5 separate regions of the Sus scrofa genome follow, and all the other regions are linked to region 1. A link is a contact called in public Hi-C data. All regions are on one chromosome and are shown on one strand. Each heading gives the region's core, a stretch centred on a gene start, on an enhancer-like site or on the middle of the called end of the contact. The rest is flanking DNA. Distances are from core to core; before and after follow the strand shown. Region 1 overlaps AKAP13 (A-kinase anchor protein 13). Region 2 has its middle 55 kb from the start of PPP1R36. Region 3 overlaps LOC106504496 (a long non-coding RNA gene). Region 4 overlaps MTHFD1 (C-1-tetrahydrofolate synthase, cytoplasmic). Region 5 has its middle 40 kb from the start of AKAP13.

What was found. A called contact is a pair of places that touch in the nucleus more often than the background predicts.
Region 2: a contact with region 1 is called in a Hi-C map of heart right ventricle, with 2.3 times the contacts expected there. The contact joins two enhancer-like sites. A contact is called at or near these places in 2 of 47 Hi-C or Micro-C datasets (heart right ventricle and omental adipose tissue).
Region 3: a contact with region 1 is called in a Hi-C map of embryonic fibroblasts, with 4 times the contacts expected there. The contact joins two enhancer-like sites. A contact is called at or near these places in 10 of 47 Hi-C or Micro-C datasets (embryonic fibroblasts, fetal heart ventricle, fetal skeletal muscle and 6 more).
Region 4: a Hi-C map of liver shows a contact between it and region 1, with 2.9 times the contacts expected there. The contact joins two enhancer-like sites. A contact is called at or near these places in 3 of 47 Hi-C or Micro-C datasets (liver and undifferentiated spermatogonia).
Region 5: a Hi-C map of alveolar macrophages shows a contact between it and region 1, with 1.8 times the contacts expected there. The contact joins two enhancer-like sites. A contact is called at or near these places in 6 of 47 Hi-C or Micro-C datasets (alveolar macrophages, embryonic fibroblasts, mesenteric adipose tissue and 3 more) and 1 of 2 datasets of contacts at active chromatin or transcription factors (skeletal muscle).

The regions. Positions count from the first base shown.
Region 1 is chr7:88,200,921-88,203,620 of Sscrofa11.1, reverse strand. It overlaps AKAP13 (A-kinase anchor protein 13), which reads right to left. Exons shown (of 38, transcript XM_021099912.1): 28 at 1-32. Among named protein-coding and RNA genes, the nearest start is that of KLHL25, 90 kb to the left of the region's middle. Within about 2 kb of position 1,445, at least 20 of the 83 cell types and tissues checked have an H3K27ac peak or open chromatin away from gene starts, as enhancers often do. A contact at or near this core is called in alveolar macrophages, embryonic fibroblasts, liver and 2 more, where this site is marked.
Region 2 is chr7:88,668,721-88,671,420 of Sscrofa11.1, reverse strand. No RefSeq gene overlaps it. Among named protein-coding and RNA genes, the nearest start is that of PPP1R36, 55 kb to the right of the region's middle. Within about 2 kb of position 1,255, at least 22 of the 83 cell types and tissues checked have an H3K27ac peak or open chromatin away from gene starts, as enhancers often do. A contact at or near this core is called in omental adipose tissue, where this site is marked.
Region 3 is chr7:87,825,779-87,828,478 of Sscrofa11.1, reverse strand. It overlaps LOC106504496 (a long non-coding RNA gene), which reads left to right. Exons shown (of 4, transcript XR_002345980.1): 3 at 1,104-1,148; 4 at 1,611-2,700. Among named protein-coding and RNA genes, the nearest start is that of SV2B, 60 kb to the right of the region's middle. Within about 2 kb of position 1,333, at least 10 of the 83 cell types and tissues checked have an H3K27ac peak or open chromatin away from gene starts, as enhancers often do.
Region 4 is chr7:88,495,233-88,497,932 of Sscrofa11.1, reverse strand. It overlaps MTHFD1 (C-1-tetrahydrofolate synthase, cytoplasmic), which reads right to left. Exons shown (of 27, transcript XM_021099913.1): 7 at 1-62. Among named protein-coding and RNA genes, the nearest start is that of MTHFD1, 25 kb to the right of the region's middle. Within about 2 kb of position 1,287, at least 19 of the 83 cell types and tissues checked have an H3K27ac peak or open chromatin away from gene starts, as enhancers often do. A contact at or near this core is called in liver, where this site is marked.
Region 5 is chr7:87,847,970-87,850,669 of Sscrofa11.1, reverse strand. No RefSeq gene overlaps it. Among named protein-coding and RNA genes, the nearest start is that of AKAP13, 40 kb to the left of the region's middle. Within about 2 kb of position 1,284, at least 73 of the 83 cell types and tissues checked have an H3K27ac peak or open chromatin away from gene starts, as enhancers often do. A contact at or near this core is called in alveolar macrophages, embryonic fibroblasts, mesenteric adipose tissue and 1 more, where this site is marked.

The DNA of each region.
Region 1 (2,700 bases), core at 196-2,695:
TAAAATGTCAGTAAGCAGGACCGCTTGAACCTCTGCAGAGTGGAGAGGAGAGACCAGTGAGCAGAACCAGCAAGAGCCTTCAGGCTTTATTAGAGACTAACTCAGCAGCACACCCACGGGCACATGGGGTGGAGATCACTCCTCCCGGATCTGGTCTTGAGACTTTCAGAAGCATTTTAAGATGGGATTTATCACCAAAGCTTTGTTGTAGGAAGGCTTAAAAGCACTCTGTGCTGGAACGATATATCCCATGAGCAAGGTTTTTAGAACAAAATACTTTTAAAAGTTGGGAAGCAGGACTCCAACAGATGTTAATGGCAACATATGCTACAAAATGCTCAGGTCACTAACTCTTCACTTCTGATCATAGTACTGGGAAAGGCGTGGGACAGCAGACAGGGAGGCTGCCAGAAGGTGAGGTAGAAGAATATCTCGGTTCAATGAAAGGCAGACTTCCTCCATACCCCTGGGAGGACGGGATGGCTGGACAATGGCCACTGGCAGCAAAAGTCCTTGTGAGAACCTCTCTGAGCCCCAGTTCCAACACACCACAGACAACCTCAACCTCTCTGCATCTCAGTTAAAACAGAACAAAAGCCAGATGAACATCTCTAGTTGGGCCCAGGAATCAAAAGAATGTCACAAACTCTTGCTCTAATTCTTTAGGAGTATGAAGTGACACTTTCCACTACCTCCTTGAGGGCAAACTGTGCTGTTCCTGGGGGTGGGCCATCTACTGAGATCTAACAGGCCGGCCCCTCTGTACCACCCTCATTCTGGAGAGGGGAGCCTATTTTGACTCCCTGGAGAGAAAGAACGGGCTGACTTATATGCAGTTCCCTTCTGGGTGGTCAGGCCCCTCCTGGCCTTTTCTACCACTTTTGCCAAAACTGGGGTCCCCTCTCTGTGTAATTCGTTGCGAAGCTATGAAGAAAACAGAAGCAAGAATGTCTGATTCCTAGGGAGGTCTAGTTTTTCAGCCTGGACTAGAGTAATTTTCCATGTACTACCATTAGTTTTGACAATTTTTTTAAAGTTTACTTTTAAATAGTTCAGGTGTCTGCCAAAAAAAAAAAAAAAGGTTCTAAAACACAAGTTTCAACTTTATTAGATCTTGAAGTTTATATGATCAGTGTCAGTAGATCAGAGAAAAACAATCCCATCCCTTTCAAAGGTTACCCAACATAGTACTGGCTGTTCTTGGCACAAGTTCACTTGGGGTGAAAATGACTAAACACCAATTCCTATCTCCACTGGAGACATTTCAGGCCAGAAAACGTATCGTTCTACCATTGCTTTGACCACAACTTTATTCCAACAGCTGGGATCTATTACTTTTTATTTTGGGAATGAATCAATAAAATGCTGTATAAAGGAAAGAACACAGTGCTGGCTCCAGGCAGCAGCAGCTCTAGGAAACCCATCCTTACAGGAGAGAAGAGAGAGGAGGTGCTTCTCAACTGCCAGGCTGCCTCAAAGCTGGTCCTGAAGTGGCAGTGAAGGCAGGGTCCTCAGCTGTGGGTCTCAGGACAGCTGAGTACCAGGGCTGGGAGGAAGGGGCCTCAGGGATCATTCGGTTCCAGTGCACCACGCAGCAGTGACATACATGGCTGGTTGGTGGCAGGAAGGGGTATTTCTTCTCTCTGAAATGGCCCTGCCTGGATAAGCCCTTCCTAGCACCCCTGTAACAGTGACTGCCCTCTTCACTCTCGCTGTAGCTACACCGCCCCCGGCAGCTCAATTATATGCACTCTAATCCACCCTTTTCCTGCTTAAAAGCCTCGATTCTGAATCCACTCTTCGCCCACTCCTATCACCAGGATCACTGTCAGCCCAGCAGTCAGTCCAGAGTACACACCCGCTCCAACCCGGCCCCCAGCTGATGCTGCAGCCTTATTTCCTGTCCCTCCCGGTCTCACTCTGCTGCTTGTCCCAGACCCTGACCACCCGCCCTTCTCCACATGCCAGACCCTTCATCTCTGCACTTCCACTTACTCCTCCCACCTGTCTGGCTCCCTCTTCATCCTTTGAGACTGAACTCATGTTCACCTCCCACCCTCACTGGGGCTGAGCGAGGCTCTCACAAGGACCTCTCAACCCTCTCCCAGTCCCCAGTCCACACCTCTCTTCCAGTCCCATCATACTGCGGAGCAAGAACCTCTTTACACGTCTTCATTCTGATCCCAATCTCAGAATGCAGGGTGTCCTGCTTCATTCACCTCTGAGACCAGCTGATCGCCTGGGACTTCTTTATAGTTGGCCTAAGCATGGTGAAACGCTAGCTAAGGACTCTTGGGAGTTCTGACAGTAGTGACCTACAGCATCACTTAGACTTCGGAGATGAGAAAAGCACCCGTTTCACTCACCTGAGCTGTATGCCAGTGGGCTGACAGCACCGGGCTGCTTTGTGTACTCAGCTCACTAAGGCCAGGGAGAGGGCTGGGTATACCCAAGGCTACTGGTGAGGTTAGAGTTACCAGACAGCACCAGAAAATATAGGTTTGATAAAAACAATTATTAAAGCAAACCCAGATGTACAGATGAGTTAATAAACCTAATTTCCTTAACGTGAAGGAGCTGATCACTTAAAAAGTAAAAACCAAAATCAAATGGACAAAAGAGTATCTTTTGTGCTCTCTTTTGCTTAGAGAAAGATTAAGGATATGAGTAACAAGGTTTAATAATAAATCTAGTTGCTGT
Region 2 (2,700 bases), core at 6-2,505, 470 kb before region 1:
GCGTTGTCAACTAGAGGTCTTTTTTATTTTAATTGAAAGGACAATGGACTTTGGCATCAGCCAACCCCAAATTTCCAACCTGACTCTGCTACCAACTGGCCATCTGGCCTTTGTCAGCTTAACCTCTATAGGATTCAATTTCCCCATTTGTAAAATAGGATCATTACTATTTTTCAGAGTGCAATGAGCATCAGATGAAAAAATTAATTACAGTATCTAGCATAGGCCTAGAACACAATAAATGCTTAATTCATGTTATGTGCTTTCATTTTGTTTATTTTTTGCACAGCTCCTTTTCAAAAAGCAACTTGAGCACAATTAAGGAAGCAAATACCTGGCCTATTTACTATCACTCCTGTGTCTTCCTTTGAGCCCAGCACAGACATTGCTAATCAATCACAGTGCTGTTTTTGTTTTGTTTTGTTTTGTTTTTCATTTTTGGCTGCCCCAAGGCATACGGAGCTCCTGGGCCAGGGATCAGACCTGAGCCACAGTCTTGACCTAAGTGCAGCTGGGGAAACACCAGATCCTTAACCCACTGTGCTGGGCCAGCGATCAAACCCATGTCCCAGTGTTCCCAAGACACCACCAGTCCCACTGGTGCACCACAGCAGGAGCTCCCACGGTGCCATTTTAAATAATCTTAGCTATAATCTTTCTTTCTCTTCCTTCCTTTTTTTTAAGTTGCATAATTTTTGTCAACATCGTGCCAATCAATTGGAGACCGCCCAAAATATAAAACCTATCGACCACAAAATGTGAACATGGCAATCCCACTTAGTCTTTTTGATACATTTATTATTTTAATTGGATTAAATCCCCTCTTCCTCTAACAGCTTTTTATCTTTGTTTATTTATCAAGCCCTTTGCTAAGATATTGCAAAGGAAAACTTCAGTTAGTTCAGCTCCAATGACTTCAAATGCTGAATCAATAAGCTTTTTATTCGGCGTTTGTGAAACCAGACACCAAAGAAAGAAGAGGGGAAAAGCAGAGTTGGTGGCCAGAGGTCAGGGGCAGGGCGGCAGGCTGGCTCATCAGGCTCCTTTTAGAGCCTGACACAAGCATGTGAGGAGGGCGTGGCGTCTCGTGACGGGCACCAACTATTCCTCCTGGGGCCGCGGGTGTCATTTAGCTACAGATGGACAAAGAACAATCTGTCATTTGCTTTGAAAATAAGCCCTGACCTTGCACCATAGCAAAGCACTGAACACTCCTCGTTCAGCTGCTTCTCTCCCACCCAGCTCTGAAAATAAAGCCTTCCTGTTCATGGTGCCTGGGCTGTTGGCCATTCCAGAGATGTGTTGGTGCCCAGGGACAGACATGCAGCTTTGTCCCCTCAGGATCCCGAGCTTGCTGGGCGGGGACGGGCCTGGTTGGTGGCACCACCACTGCCCTCCTTGCAACCCCAGAAGGGCCGGACTTATAACAGGATTCATTTCTTTTTATTGAAGAAAACATCACTGAGAGAAAAACCCCACTGCCTGGGGAGAGATTCGGAGAGCCCTGGCGTCACCGCGTGTCCTGACTCTGCAGGATACCTGTGTCCTCCTCCATGCTCTCCTTTCTCTCTTATCATTTCTCCTATCGGTCCTATCATGGAAACCACAGCAGCATGCAGAGGGGTGAGATTTCTGAAGGTTCCCTCCTGATGTGTAGCGTTTGATGGTGTCACCAATTTGGACATAGAGATAAACAGGGATGAGCTCCTGCTTCTCACACACTCCTATGATTTGAATGGAAATGACCAGAACCTTCCAAATGGGGTTCTCGGAAAGAGTGCCTCTTCTTCCAGTTATCACAGACAGGACATCGTGCTCTGACCATTTACTATTTTACCGTTTAGAAATGGCCTTGGTCCAAATATGTAAGAATGGCTAAAAATAAATATATAGACATGCACTCACACCAGGATTCTTACTCTGAGTTGTTAGGGGTGCTTTTGAAATTTTTCTGCAAAGTGGAGGTACAACTTAAACGCATGGCTTCTGAGTTCTTGTTGCCTCAAATCCTGTTTCATGTGCATGTTGATCTAGAAATTTCACAGTTGCTATGAATATGACTTAGGCAAAATAAAAATGGTAATGTATAACGATAATAATAATGGTAGCAATAATAAAACTCCGGTCTCTGGGCCAATAGAAGCTGTCACTCTCAAGACCTCAGTGTCACCTGATAAATTCTCTCCCCTCCACTCTTTCTTCAAAGCCCACCCAAGTGTCCGGGCTTCTGTGAGCCTTTGGTGATTCCTATACAAAAATCATCAGTCAGGCTCTATGCTTCCATGGCAGTTTGTATCTGAAATATGTCTTTGATCACATGATATTAAAATTAAGTATTTTTGCTTCTTCTTTGTTTGACTGTGAAGTCTCTAAAGGCAGAGATCAAGAGTCATTCGTTTTCCTAAGGGCCTAGCACATGTCCTCCATAATGGTTAGTTGAACTGAATGAAATTTATTTGAACTGACTTAAATTGGCTCATTAACCCAAAATTCAGGGGTGAATATATACCAAGGTATGATATGAAGATTACTTGATAAAACCTCTGCAATCTCAAAAGGCAGCTATTCTCATGAGCCATGCCCAAGCTTGCAGTCCATGTGGTGGTGGCATATGTGTATCACGTGCACAGCTGGGTGCATAAAATGTATAATTTTGTGATAAAAGAGTGTGATAGAGCGAGGCAGTTTTGAAATGATGGC
Region 3 (2,700 bases), core at 84-2,583, 380 kb after region 1:
CAGAAGAAAGAAGTAAGATTCGAGGTAATTAGTAAACATGTAAACAAATATACTGAACTTTGACTAAAAACAAATTTTTTTTAAATTTTTTTATGGCCATACCTACAGCATATGGAAGTTTCTGGGCTAGAGATTGAATCTGAGCTGCAGCTTTGAACTATGTTGCAGGCGAAACAATGCCAGATCCTTTAGCCTACTGTGCCAGGCTGGGGATCAAACCCACACCTCCACAGAGAACCTAGCCACTGTGGTTGGATTCTTAACCCACTGCACCAAGGCAGGAGCTCCAAAAACAAATTTTAAAATGATTTATTTTTTGGTTAAATATGTGGAACTAAAATTCTAGGCAACAATAACATGGAAGGTAGGGAGGAAAAGCAAGAGCTTAAATAGTTTAATATCCTAATAATTTCTTTAGGTCAATGATGTATGTTAAACAATTAAGATTATAAATTAAAAGAAAATAAATAAAATCTGTAACTCCCTATATGGTTAGGAAGCAGAGGAAATACAGAAAAGAATCTCCTTCTCCTACCACCCCCCTTCCAAAAAAAAAAAAAAAAAAAAAAAAGCAACAACAACCAAAATGGGTAGGAAAAGAAAAACATAAAACAACAAAATAAGAATGGTGGAAATAAATTCATGTATATTAGTAACATGGAAAATGTAAATATTCATACAATAGAAAACCACATAGAAGTAAAAACAAACCAGATTTATATGTATCAACACAAATAAATGCTAGAAACATTGTGCTGACCATATAAAATAAGATTCAAAAGGACATACACAGTATGGGACCATTTTGTGAATTGCATAATGATACAAAACAATGTTATATATTGTTCATAGATACAAATATATTTAGCAAAATTGTGAATGGAGGAATACATACCACTTTAGTGATGATTTTTTTCCCCTTAAACAAGAGCATTAACTCTGAAACAGTCATGACAAAAAGTTCATGTGTTATATCTGGGTTGTTGGTAGGTGAGGGTCTTTTATATTTATTTCTGGGCTTCTTTGCTTTTTTAAAGTATTTAGGGATCACAAAAATTAAACACTAAACTTCTGTATTTTCTCTTTAATCACATATCCCCCAGGACACAGGGAAGATAACAGTTCTGCTCTCACAGATGCTGGTTTAGGTAAGAATGTGTGCTATTCTTTGTTTTCTTCCCCTTCCAGATTCATGCTCTGCCATGCTGAGTCCTCTGGACTGCATAACCCAGGGTCCATTGCCAACTTGCTTTCAGGTCATCCAGGCGGGTTGAGGAGAAGGAGGGTGGGATAAAAAGAGAACTGGGTGTTTGTTCTCTCTTCCGGCTTTAGCGTCCTGTGGCTGTTGTTGCATCCTGCCATAAGTACAACTCCTGCTAGACAGCCCTTCCTCCATGGTTCCTGCTCTCACTGGGCTCTAAAAACAGTATTTCCTCCTCTTGTCTGGAGAAGCCCTAGGGGTAGTAAAGCTTCTCAGCATTGCTAATCTCCAGATGCCTCACCAAGCCTTGTGTGTTCCCTTTACTGTGCAGGAAACATTTGTTAAAGTCTTTGCTGTTTGTTTAAAAAAGTCCCTTTGTTAAAGTCTTTGCTTTTTGTTTGTTCCATAGAACTTCTCTGCTGTAAGTGAAAAGATGGATTAGGTGATCTTCTCCACATCTTCATGTTATCTGTGCTAAAACAACGTGTCTTGAGCATGTATGGTTGACAACTTGATGGAAAGGGACTGTGACTGACATACACAGGAAGACCTTCTCTACTAAAATCTCATGCCCAAGAATCTTATGATTCCTTGAACAGTACCAATTGCGTTTTATGATTTGTTTATTCATCTACTCAATTAATTTTGATTGTGTATTGTTCTATACCAGGAGCTGTGCTAAGAAATGGGGATACATTGTTGAACAAAAGGGAGACCTTATCCTTAGGGAGCTTATAGTAGTCAGAGGGAAGATACACATTTTTCTAGTATGAGGAAATATGACAAATGCAAGGATGATGGAAGTAAAGAGTGCTATGGGTGTACCCAGGAGGGTTGAATAACCCAGTCTTGTACCATCAGGGAGAGTTTATCAAAGGAAATAACATCTAATCTGAGACCTGAAGAATAAATTCTAGTTAGCAGGATTAAGGAGAATAGCTGGTCAGAGGGGCATGGGTTTTCATTTTAAAATATTCTAGGCAGAGAGAAAAACAACTTGGGCTAAAACCAGCCAGGGATAAAACCTTTTGGGAAACCGAGAGACTGCAGAGGAGCGGGGGAGAGAAAAAGGAGAGGAAAGCAGAGGTCAGATCACAAAAGGCCTTATAAGGAATATTAAGTGCATGGGTCTAATTATGAGGACAATGAGTCATTAAATCTTTTTATGTAGACAGTATATGATAGAACCACATTTGCATTTTGGAAAGATTACCCTGAGGATGAAATTGATGTAAAACTAGGACCAGAGAGGGGTTCTCTTAGGAGGTTATTGCAGTAGTTGGGGCCAGAAAGGATGAGCTGGACTTGAATAGAGACAGTGGGGCTGGAGAGGCAAGACTATGTCTCTAAGATGGTTTGAAGCAGGCAATCCAAACCTGCCATCCTATCACATTCAGGCAGTTGCTGCCGTTATAGTCCAGTCCTGCCAAATGCAAGCTGTCATCTCCTTGTTTGATTTTGGGTAGGCCTGTGAACTCCCTAGGGGCAAGGAGTATTTT
Region 4 (2,700 bases), core at 38-2,537, 290 kb before region 1:
CGGGGCACCCACTATTTTACTGCGCCCGATCACCACAGCCTGCCTCCCGGCAATCTGCACCCCTGAAAGAAGAGCCAGCGTGCATCAGAGAACTGCGGGACGCTGCCCGCCTTCAGATGCCATCTAAATGGGAAAACTTAGAACAAGTGCACAGGAACAGGTTCTTAGCATCAGTCCTAAAACTGCTCCTTGTTTGGCAACTCAGGGTTTCAGCTACAAATTAGGACACAAGGACATGTGTCCTTCTTGCTGTGGGTTTTTGAGAGGAGCTTAAGCCAAGATCCATTCATTGAGTCATGAGAGTGGGAAGAAAACCCACACTCAAAGCAAAAAGAAACCCTGACATATACCTAAACAGCCTTATGGAAGAGGACAGCAGATTAAATTACATGGGAGAAAGACAACCAACAGGGAGCCGTAATAGGGTGGAGGGAAGGGAGGAAAACTAGATTCATGTCCGTAATTTAGTTCCTCATCCAAATTTCTCTTTTGGCTTAGGGCCTGAGCCACAGGGTTATCTGCAGGGAAGTGAAAAGGAGAATTTTAATGGTAGGAGAAAGCTTTCTTTTTGTTTACTTGGCACCCATTCTTCTGGCACCATCCCAACATCCTTTTCAGGACTGACCTAGTCTACTGAGTGGAGATGGTGTGGGTGAGCACCCAAAGGTGGACGCATGACCGGAGTGCATCCTCTGGCCCACAAAGTCCATCCCATGACTGTCAGGGATGAGAACGAGCCACCACAAAGAGGGGAGCAGAGATAAGGTCCTGAGGGCTCCGCTGAAGGAGACTCTTGCTTAAGGCAGTGTTTAAATTGTGCTTCTGGAGTTCCCGTCGTGGCACTGCAGAAATGAATCCAACTAGGAACCATGAGGTTGTGGGTTCGATCCCTGGACTTGCTCAGTGGATTAAGGATCCGGCGTGGCTGTGGCTGTGGCTGTGGCATAGGCTGGCAGCTGTAGCTCTGATTTGACCCCTAGCCAGGGAACCTCCATATGCCACGGGTACAGCCCTAAAAAGCAAATAAATAAATAAAATTGTGCTTTTTGTGTAACATGAACTCCATCCAAAAAAAAAAAATAAGTTCTATAATGCTAACACCATGAATTAAATCCCTCAAAGTGTTAAGTGTTTAGAAAATATTTTACTATACTTTTGAGGGTTCAGTAAAGGATCTGAAGCTGCCTTAGAGCAAATGGTAGCTTCACTATGGTCGAGAGGAAGTGGGAAGCCTACAGCTGCTGCTGCGGCTCATGAGAGCTGTTTCTACCAGGTTATAACACACTGTGTGCTAAACATGGGGTAGAGTACAAACTTGGTGGCAGGACTGACCAATAATAACTGTCCCAAGGCTTTGAGCTTGACCTTTGCTCGCCAGCCACAGAAAATCTGCACTTAGGTTAGCCAACACTTTCCACTTGAAATTTCTGATCCACTTCCTTTTTTTTTTTTTGGTTTCGTTTTTTTTTTCTTTTTCTTAATGATTTTTATTTTTTCCATTATAGTTGATTTACAGTGTTCTGTCAATTTCTACTGTACAGCAAAGTGACCCAGTCATACATAAATATATATATATTCTTTTTCTCACATTATCTTCCATCATGTTCCATCACAAGTGACTAGATATATAGTTCCCTGTGCTATACAGCAGGATCTCACTGCTTACCAATTCTAAAGGCAACAGTTTGCATTTACTAACCCAAACTCCCAGCCCATCCCACTCCCTCCCCGTCCCCCTTGGCAACCATAAGTGTGTTCTCCAAGTCCATGAGTTTCTTTTCTGTGGAAAGGTTCCTTTGTGCTATATATTAGATTCCAGATATAAATGAAATCATATGGTATTTTTCTTTTCCTTACTCTACTTAGTATGAAAGTCTCTAGTTCTATCCATGTTGCAAATGGCATTATTTTATTCTTTTTTATGGCTGAGTAGTATTCCATTGTGTGTATATACATCTCCCAAATCCATTCATCTGCTGTTGGACATTTGTTTCCATGTCTTGCTACTGTGAATAGTGCTACAAAGAACATAGGCGTGCATGTATCTTTCTCAATGAAAGTTTTGTCTGGCTATATGCCCAAGAGTGGGATTGCTGGGACATATGGTAGTTCTATATTTAGTTTTCTGAGGTACCTCCATACTGTTTTCCACAGTGGCTGTATCAATTTACAGTCCCACCAACAGCGTAGGAGGGTTCCTTTTTCTCCACACCCTCTCCGGCATGATTTATTGATTTGTTAATGATGGCCATGATCCACTTCCTTTAAACACGGTGCACATCCTCGTTTAAAAAAACCCTCGGCTAAAAAGTATTCATGATGAAATGAAGGCGTTCCCATCATGGCTCAGCAGAAATGAACCCAAATAGTATCCATGAGGACCCGGGTTTGATCCCTGGCCTTGATCAGTGGGTTAAGGATCTGACGTTGCCATGAGCTGTGGTGTAGGTTGCAGACACAGATTGGATCCTGCACTGCTGCGACTATGGTGTATAGGTTAGCAGCTACAGCACCGATTCGACTCCTAGCCTGGGAACCTCCATATGCTGCGATGCAGCCCTAAAAAGACAAAAAAAAAAAAAAAGAGAGAGAGATCCATTTCCAGGTGTCTGTCCAGTCCTAGAACTACGGTGGTGACTCAGTGTCCATTGTGGGGTGGGGACTTTTCACTCTGTACCCTTACAGACCATCTGAATCCTT
Region 5 (2,700 bases), core at 35-2,534, 350 kb after region 1:
CTTGCTCAGTGGGTTAAGGATCTGGCATTGCTGTGAGCTGTGGTGTAGGTTGCAGACGCTCAGATCCCACGTTGCTGTGGCTGTGGCGTGGCTACAGCTCCGATTCGACCCCTAGCCTGGGAACCTCCATATGCCGAGGGAGTGGCCACAGAAAAGGCAAAAAGACAACAACAATAACAAGAAAATCAAACAAACAAAAATAATATATTTCTCATTAACTGGTATGCATAAGGAAATGCTGAAAGTGTCTACATAATAAGGAACACATGATGGTAGTTATTACCTGTGTATGAAGGCAACTGGATATTTGGGGGTCATGTGGATGAGAGATTTTTCTAGGCTTTATGATTTTGAATGATGTGACTGTATAATCTATTTATAAACTAAATCAAATAAACAAGCATCATAGCTCTGTCACTTTGTTACCAGCCCACCCTGGAAAATTACTTAACATCTCCCAGTCCTGATGTTGACATCAGGGAAATGGAGATATTTATATTCGCCCCCCTGGCCTGTTAGGTCACTAAGCAACTGAATGCAAAAAGCACTAAGCAACTGAATGCAAAAATTTGTGAGCCTGGAGGGGTGCTCACAAATATTGGGTGATTTCCTTTCCCTGTGGAAGTGCCAGTGCCTCTCTGTCCTGCGACCGGATTGTGATTCACTGGTTCAGAACTTTTCAGGAAGTATTTCAGGAGCAATTTTCTCTTGCTTGCCTTGTCCTGACTGAGTCGTCACAGGTTAAAAAAAAAAAAAAGTCCAATGACCTTAAGAATTCAGTGGCCTTTGAACACTCTTTTAGGCGGGGCAGCCTCTAGAAACCTCTGCTTCATTTCCCAGATTGGTTGATTTCTTCCACTTGGGTTCCTCCTGTAGCGTCAACTCAGGCCCAACCTCCAGGGGAGCAGTCCCAAGGCTCAGGTGCCACGCTGGGAAGGAGTCTGCCTGCCTGAGCTCTGAGGTTCCTTCTCTCTCCACCCTTGCTCCACTGCTTTCTCTCCAAATCCATTCTCTGGGCTTCAGAATCCCAGCGGGGTCAGGGGACTGTTATCAGCGGACCAAGCTTTCAGCCCCAGGGGAGTCCTGGGGAGAGGCCCGGCAGTCGGAGGAAGGGCTCTAAGAGGCCACCCAGCATCCCACCATCTGTGATGGAGGGGCTACAGCATTCTCTGACTTCGAGGCCGGTGTTTGATCTGCCTCCGGCCTTCGCAGAGAGCCGCAAGCACAGCGCGGAGGTTATGAAAGAACACAGTGCTGGCTGAACACACATTCGCTGGAGCCCTTTCGGTTTTCGGGGAAGGGACCGAGCGCGGCCTCTAGCGGCCTCTCCTAGACCTGCTCTCCAGAGTCTTGACCCTTGTGGATTGTTCAACTGAAACTCGGCCACAGCTCCGTGGGAAAGAGGCAGCGGGATCGCGGGACGTTGTCCTCGGAAAACCTTCCACAAGCAGAGTCGTGGTCTGTCCTGCAGGCAAGCGTGTGAATCCGGCTAGACCTGCCTCCCGAACGGTCGAGCTCCAGCGCATTCACAAGGGCATCCAGAGCTCCTCCCCCTCCTCCTCCCTCCAGGTCCTGCGGGTCCGACTCCTCCCCCATCTCTGTTCCCCTCTCGTCTCAGTTATCAAGTGCTGCCTGCCGCACCTAATCTCAGGCAATGATTTGCAGCACTGGTTGCTGCATTCCTTCAAACTCTCCTTTGCAAAGATTCTGGGACCTAATCTTTCTTTCTTTTTAAAATTTTATTGGAATATAGTTGATGTACAAAATTATGTTAATTTCAGGAGTACAGCACAGTAAATCGGTTATACATATATCCATTCCTTTTCAGATTCTTTTCCCATATACTTTATTACACAGTATTGAGTAAATTTCCTTGTGCTATACACTAGGAGGTACTTAATATTTCTTCAATGAATCAATCTGGGTAAGTTGAATGAGGACTTTAAGTTGAAACTGATCCAGTCACCTTAGTCTATTTTCTAAGTTATTTAAAATATACAACATTGACTTTTTTCTCGTTACAAAATTTTGGTACTATGGAATGCTGTGTTGGAAATACTGATCAAATCAAACTCCCTGATTTCATGGAAGATCAGTATAAATCTTAACTTTGTTCCTTATGAGAAAAAACCAAAAACAAAAACCCACCAAATACTTGTGCCCTCATTGGGTGCATGAAGCAGTTTTAGGTACTAGCACTACATTTTCTTGAACCCAAGGTGGATCCCTTTAAGGGCAATTAAAAAGATATAACATGACATTGATTTTTTTGCACACATTCTTTCAAATTTCTGTTTTCTATATTACAAGCTACCATCCACAGAGGGTCATAAATCCTCTGGAGAAGTCATATGTTACACCACGTGGTTTGCTTTGCATCTGTTTTGCAGCTGTTCACTTTGCAGTTTTATTTTGCCTTTTGGAAACCTTAGAACAGTGCTTCTCAAACATGAATGCGCATATGAATCACTTGGGGGATCTTGTTAAAATGCAGATTTTGAGTCAGGAGGTCTGGGGAGGGCTGAGATTCTTCACTTCTAAGGAGATGCCAGGTGGTGCCAATTCTGCTGCTCTGGACACCACACTTAGAGTGGTAGAGTTGTTGAAAAACAGGAACAAAAGTATTCTGAGAGTGCTCATGGGATCAGTGTCAATGTGCTTGCACTGAGAACCAGTCTGGCTGTGGAGGAGTTCTCCTTG